2 separate regions of the Mustela erminea genome follow, and region 1 is linked to region 2. The links are chromatin contacts, called in public Hi-C maps. All regions are on one chromosome and are shown on one strand. The core of a region is the stretch at or near the end of the contact, and the rest is flanking DNA. Distances in the headings are between cores, read along the strand shown.

What was found. Hi-C and Micro-C count contacts between places; a contact is called where the count stands out from the background.
Region 1: a contact with region 2 is called in a Hi-C map of spleen, with 2.3 times the contacts expected there. The contact joins the promoter of STMP1 here to the promoter of MTPN in region 2. A contact is called at or near these places in 2 of 3 Hi-C or Micro-C datasets (skeletal muscle and spleen).

Annotation. Positions count from the first base shown.
Region 1 is chr11:17,309,436-17,312,789 of mMusErm1.Pri, forward strand. It overlaps STMP1 (short transmembrane mitochondrial protein 1), which reads right to left and starts at 2,105. Exons shown (of 4, transcript XM_032305877.1): 1 at 1,997-2,105; 2 at 1,628-1,839. The coding sequence starts at 2,105.
Region 2 is chr11:17,019,714-17,023,196 of mMusErm1.Pri, forward strand. MTPN (myotrophin) reads left to right here and starts at 2,046. Exons shown (of 4, transcript XM_032304314.1): 1 at 2,046-2,396. The coding sequence starts at 2,325.

The sequences.
Region 1 (3,354 bases), core at 855-3,354, 290 kb after region 2:
GTGGAACCAAGGTGAGAAGTCATACTCTCCTGCTTCTTCCAACAGATGTGATGAGGAGATGGGGGAACAAGAGGACACGAGAACATCCCTGTTCCAGCGACTTCTGAGCTAGGAATTTAATGCATGGCTACAGCCTTTCGCCTTCAATGCTGAGGACTCTGAATTCTCAAATCAGGTACACGCATATTTACACATAGCAAAAGTTTATTCCAAAACCAAGTAAATTCACTCCGCAAAAGCACTTACAAAGTAATTATCAGGGGCGCCTGGGTGGCTCAGACGGCTGTGTCCGCCAACCGCTCAGGTCATGATCAGAGAGGGTCCTGGGAACCAGCCCCTCAAAGGGCTTCCTGCTCACGGAGGAGTCTGCTTCGCCCTCTCCCCCTGCTTATGCTCTGTCCCTCTGCCACTCTCTATCGAATAAATAAAATCTTAAAAAAAATTTACAAAACAAATAATAATAATAATCAATGCCCTCCCAGTCTGTCAATGCGCTACAGCTATACTAGGCTCAACGCTATCATCTCACTCTCTGAGGCTGACAGTGTCTTTAACCTGTTTCCTCCAACAAAAAGACAGTAATGATTCCTACTGACTCCTAAGCTAACACCTAGTTAGGACACTGGGAAAACTTCCCGAGGCAAAGGAACAGCCCCGTCCTACTTGGGCGATGTGAGTCAAGGATACCTCTTTCCCTCTGAGGATTTAAAAAAAATCAATGACCACCTCAAAGAAGACGGGGGGGGGGCACTTTAGAAAAAATTCTCTTCGATAAAGAACGTTAACATGGGGGAAAGCGTCTCCTCCCCAGAGCACTCAGTGTGGAGGATAACCGGGGAGGTAACCTGGCACGGTGGCGCGCCCCTCACCGAACGCGAGGGAGGACGCACCGAGTTCGGAAGCCTCGAACGCTGGCGAGGCCGACTCTGGCCCGGCGACGCTCGGCCGGCCGCCGGAAACGCGCTGCGCCAGAAAGGCAGCTTTTACCCGCAATAAACAGCCGTGCGATCTTGTTTCTTTACTCACAGTAACACTTTCCCCCCCAGAATGAGCCCCCTGCGGGACTTCCGCGCGCACCAGGGTCCGACTCGCGCCGGCCGCCCGCCACCCTCAAAGTCTGGAAGCTAGACAAGGCCCGGCGAGCGCTCCGCAAGCCCCAGCTCGGACCCTGTGCTTCCGCCTCAGGGCGGAGGTGGCTCGCCAACTTAGAGTCCGCGGCCGGCCCTCCCACGTTTCCAGAAAACCTTCCGGCGGGCCTCCGAGGCCGGGATGGGGTGTGCGGGCGGGAGGGCACGGGAGGGGCGCCTCCTAGTCATCTGCGGCCCCCACAGCTTTAACTCGGGCGTCCCACAGTACCCGCCGGGACGGCACAGCAGTGGCTGCGAAAATGTCCGCCGACACCTCCACGCCTGAGGGACTCGGACGACTCCACAAGGACGGGCAAAGGGGCTTGGGCCCCGCACACACAAAACCCCGCGCCGCCCCACCCCGGACAGGCGACGAGCGGGCGCCGCGCGGACCCGGACGTACGCCCAGACCCCCCGAAACCCGGACCCAGGCCGGCCGGGCCCCGAACCAACTCCCACTACTCCCCCCGACCCCGCCACTCCAGGGCAACTGCACTGACCAGGAACTGCAGCATGGCGTCGGCGAGGAGAGGCGCGAAGGGCGGCTGCAGCTCGGTGGGCCGGTCCGAGCCTGCCTCTCCCCGAGCGAGGGGGCGGAACCCGCCGTGGGCTTCCGGGTCACGCCCGACCCCGCCCGCGCCTCCCGCCGCTCCTAGCCTCGCCTCGCCTCGCCTCGCCTCGCCCAAAGCCGCGCGCGGCGCCCTCGCGCCCCCTGGCGGAGAGCCCCGGAATTACCTCCTGGGCTGGCCGACTAGGAGAGAAGGCCCGCGGGGCTGGGAGAAACCTCAAGTCCCAGGCAGGCCTGGACGTACAGGTTTGATGGTTCGGATTCTAGGACGTGCCAGTTCCCAAGTCCCGCTACTGTAAACCTGGGTCGGGCCCGGGATCTAGATTACTCCCAGCACCCCAACGATTCTGATGCATAGCCAGGCTTAGGACTCGGTCACCTAGAAGGACTGCAGAAGTAGCGGATCCCATGCCTACGTGCAAAGGGGAATCCTCCGTGGCGCTTTTGCAACATAATCTACCCAGACCCCACGCAGAATCTGTGGGCGGGGAGAGCTGTGGGCTTCCAAAGTGCCACGGGTGTGTCATGTAACCTGCAGTGAGCACTTTCAGTAGAGGTTAGGGGCTTAAGTGGTTAAGCTAGACGGCTTTGGAAACTGGCACAGCCGTGTCCAATTCATTCCTGGCTGCTTAACCTCTCTCAGGCTCGCATTCCTTCTCTGCAAATGGGGCTGATTCCAGCTCCCCGATGACCTGCTGTGTGAATCAAATGAGACAACGTGAGGAATCAAAAAATGCTCGTCACATGTCTGGGGTGGACAGTGAGTTCTAGAAGACCTTTCCTCATTCTGTCTCCACACAGAGCTACCCTCTCATACTATGGGCCACCTCCCGCTCCTGGTCTTCAAATCATTCAACGACCTCCATTAACACACACACTTCCAAAGCAAGACCTTTTTCCTTCTTCTCAGCCTTCTGAGTTCACCCTTATCTGTTATATTAAGTGGAACTCTGGTCCCAAACTGTAACAACCAAATCATATAAGTATAAACTATATGGGAGTATGTTATGGAGATACAGAGGACAATGATGGGGAATAGGAAAGGTATCCAGAACTAAGCAGCATTTTCTCTCCATCTCTGCTTTTCTCCATATATCTGCTTCATTGTTCTCTCATTTTGCCTTTTGTTTTTTCTGCCTTCCAGAATATGACCATTGTCACTCACTAGAGTTTACTCATTAAATGATCTAATGATAGGAAAACTGGATCACTTTCCCTACCATGTTCAATACCTGGGAAAGGAATGCTGATTGAGCAAGTTAGTGTCAAGCGCTCTCTCATCAATTATAACCAGAGAAGAGAGCTCTCTTGGAACTAAAGTGACTGGCAAGGAGGAGGAGATGCTGGTAGACGGCTGTAACACACTTCACTTTCTGACATTCCTAGATTAAAATGAGACTCAGTCAAATCTTGACCAGTGCTCCTCAAACTTTAATGTGCATTCAAATCACCTTGAAATCTTGAGTGGGGGCCTGACATCACGCATTGCTACCTAGCTCCCAAGTGATGCTACAACCGGTGGCCTCTGAAACATTTTGACTTGCAAGACACCATACTGTGAGCTACACAAAGATGAGAATTTCATTCCATTCATGACTCTATCCTCACTGCCAGCAAGTGCTTGGCGCAGCCTCTGAACACAGGATTTATTGAGGTTCC
Region 2 (3,483 bases), core at 796-3,295:
AATGAAAAGAAAAAAAAAATTGGCAGCCTTGAGTTTTCTCAGGCAGATACTTTAAGGGGTCTGAGTTCTTCTTAGGATGTGGCCTTGATCTGTTAGAAACTACATTAGTGTTGGTTCAAGTTTTTATATGCCAAGGTTAAGGCCCAGTTGAGAACAGGCTCTCAGAGGACCCTGGCATCAGTTTGGTCAAGGAGAGAATCTTTGTCACATGTTTCTGATTCTAGTGACATGTGGTTGGTGATGTCATTCACAGAGAAGGGGAAGTCTACAGGGACAACTAGGTTTAGAATCTAGAGGAGACCAAATCCCATGTTAAGTTTGAAACATTTGAATGGCTAAGAAATTAAATACAAGAATGGTTCGTAGGGGCACCTGGGTGACTCAGTGGGTTGGGCCACTGCTTTTGGCTTGGGTCATGATCTCAGGGTCCTGGGTTCGAGCCCCATATTCAGGGTCTCCGCTCAGCGGGGAGCCTGCTGCCCCCTGCCCCTCTGCCTACTTGTGATCTCTCTCTCTCTCTGTCAAATAAATAAATAAAATATTTTTTTTAAATGTTAAAAAAAAAAGAGAATGGTTTGTAGTAGAAGTCTGAGCTAGAGCTATAAACATAAATCAAGAGCTGTCATCATGATCTAACTGGAAGATCACACAGGTGGGAGTGGGAGATCAAGAAGATGTAGGGACTCCAGGATTTGCCTTACAAATTATTCCTTGAGATTTCTTTCCAGAAATGTATCACCATTAGGTGGATGGATCTGTGTTTTTGTCAGAAAGTCAAATTAAAAGAACATCAATCAAGGTAGCTACTAAATATTTGATTTTTCTTTTGATTTGAAACCTATCTCCATTTACTATTTCTAAACCATAGCAAAAAAAATTACATTTATTGTTCACCTTAAACATATGTAGCAAACTGAACAGAGAAGGGTTAAATAACTTTTGCCTTACAAAATTAGTAAGGATTAGGTCCTGTATACAAAACCAAGCAATCTCTTTCCAGAGGCTATGATCTGAACCCCTCTACTATATGGCAAGCATATTTAGTAGCTCGGCCTATTTACTTAGTGGGTCATAAATAATAGTCTTTTATATACATGTAATAGTTCTGGTAAGTTTTTATTGGATCTATGTTTATGTGTGCATGTCTGGGTCATTAGGGTTGGGCACAATTCACCTAGAGGCTGTGCCCTAAGGTAAAACACACCCAAACCCTAAGAAGCGTAGAACTGGCTTCACGAGAATAGCCCTGAAGCTTCAGCCCATTAAAAAACAAACGAACAAACAGAAAATAAAAAAAAATAAATAAATAAGCAAATTGTACAGTTAGGTGGGTTTGCTTTATCCTACGGCATCAAGCTGAATTCCTAGTCCTGGACGAAATTCGTTAGTCTGGGAGAGGAGTAAAAATTTTCCCCCACCACACACTGACGTTTTCTCGCTCCAAACAACATCATACATGGTTATTTTACTGAATTCACCCGGTTATCTTAAGTATTGAAGAAGTCTTTGACGGCAGGCATAGTTTTATCCATCTTTCTTACTATACCCTCAGTGGCTAACAGAGTCTAGCATGGAGGAGGAGCCCAGGGATGCCTGATAGTGTAAGAAGAAAGAGAAGTAACAGAAAAGGAAGGAAAGAGGGTAAGAGAGAGAAGGGTAAAAAAAAAAAAAAAAAAAAAAAAAGGTAAAGGAGGGAACGAAAAGAGAAAGGAATTCAAATCGAACATTCCTACTGGACACTTAGAATGTGAGCAAGGTGCCCTCCAAGGCTGTGGTTTTAAAAAAAGTTTTTCCCCACGTGTGTGGTCTGCAAAAAACATCCTGGTTCTACCTGAAATAGCCTAACTGGGCCTCCGCCCTGGGCCCTTGCGGCCCACGGACTCGCTTCACTGGCCTCTCAGTCCCGCCCACTCCCCCCGGACCCGGTCCGTCAGCCTGCCTCGCCACTGCGCCTGCGCACGTGGAGCGCTCCGCCGCGGGCCGTCAGGGCGGGGTCCCGAGCGGGGCGTTCCGCCCAAGGGAAGAGGAAGAGGAAGTTGGGGGAGGATCCTAGCTGGGAGTGAACCGGAAGTGCAAACGCTCCTGCTTCTCTTCGGCCAGGCGGAACCTGCTCTGCTGGGCCGGGTGGCCGCAAAAGAACTTTCTTTCTCCCGCCCAGCGGTCGCCGCGGCCAACTGCCTCGCCCGCCTGGCAGCCTTCCCCGCCTTCTCTTCCCCTCTCCAGCTCCGCGCGGCCCTGTCTCCCTCTCGCCCCGCGGTATCCGCTTGCTGCTACCACCGCCTCCTCGTCTTCTGCCCGGCCAGGCGGCCCGCCCCGCTGCAGTGATGTGCGACAAGGAGTTCATGTGGGCCCTGAAAAACGGAGACTTGGATGAGGTGAAAGACTATGTGGCCAAGGTAAGCGGCGACGAGTGGAGTGCGCGAGAGCACGGAGGTGGGATGCCGATGAGGCTCAGGAAGCGGACGGGAGCTGGGCTGGCGGGGGTGGGGGTGGGGGGAGGAGAGACAGCCTGGATGGAGGTGGCCCCGAGGAGAGAGGGGAGCCTGGGAGCGTCTGAACTGAAGCAAGGGTCCGGATACCACGGTCGCGTTCTGTCAGGTAACTGGTTGGTGTGATACAGTCAGACTCTTCTTGTCCGCCTGCTCCCTGGGGGAGGGGAGGAGGGGGAACCCTCTTTGAGAGTCGCTTCTGAGCCCTGGTCACTTGAGTTTGGTCGTCTTCTATGGCGGAGTTACTTCAGTCTTTCTTTGAATGGAGGTAATTCTCCATCTTGGACCTGCCGGTTGCTGAATGAAGTAACCTCAGTGATTAGAATCAGAGGAACGTTTTCTTGAACTTTGAACCTGTTGAGAATTTGAAGTATTCATTGACCCTGGAAAAGAGTGCCGAAAATAGCAGTGGTTGAAATTTTGAAACTCGGTATCACTTCACTGGGAAGTCTTAACTTTGGGTGTGGCCTTTTTCCTCTCCCACACTACAGCGAACAGGTATTTGCTTCAAGTGGTGAGGTTGTCAGTCAGCACCTGGCAGTGTTTAAGATAATCAGAATAGTTTTCAGACAAGCAGGTTGACTTCAGTTACTCCATGTTTATCCTCGATCCCATCTGAAATACTCAAACGTGTGATAGATAGTATGCAGTGTAGTCACAGTGTGTTTAGGGGTAAAATCGTGATGAAGAAAGCTCATCTCAAACCTAAACTCAGAATAGAAAGTTGACTCTGCTTTGTGGTGGAATGGTAAGCTTAGAATCCCACGCTGACCTGCCTCTGGACCCTGAAACTGTGCCTTTTGTAATCGTTAGAGAACTGACCTGCGATTATAATACGATGGTAATGTAAAAACAAATCTCCCAAAACAAAAGTATAACCTTATGACGTAACCATGGAGGGTGTCTTCTGAAAAATATAATTTTATGACATAACCAAGGAGGACATCTTGCTCATCTTCTTAAAAAGTGAGAATTGGATCTGGATTTTAGTTCT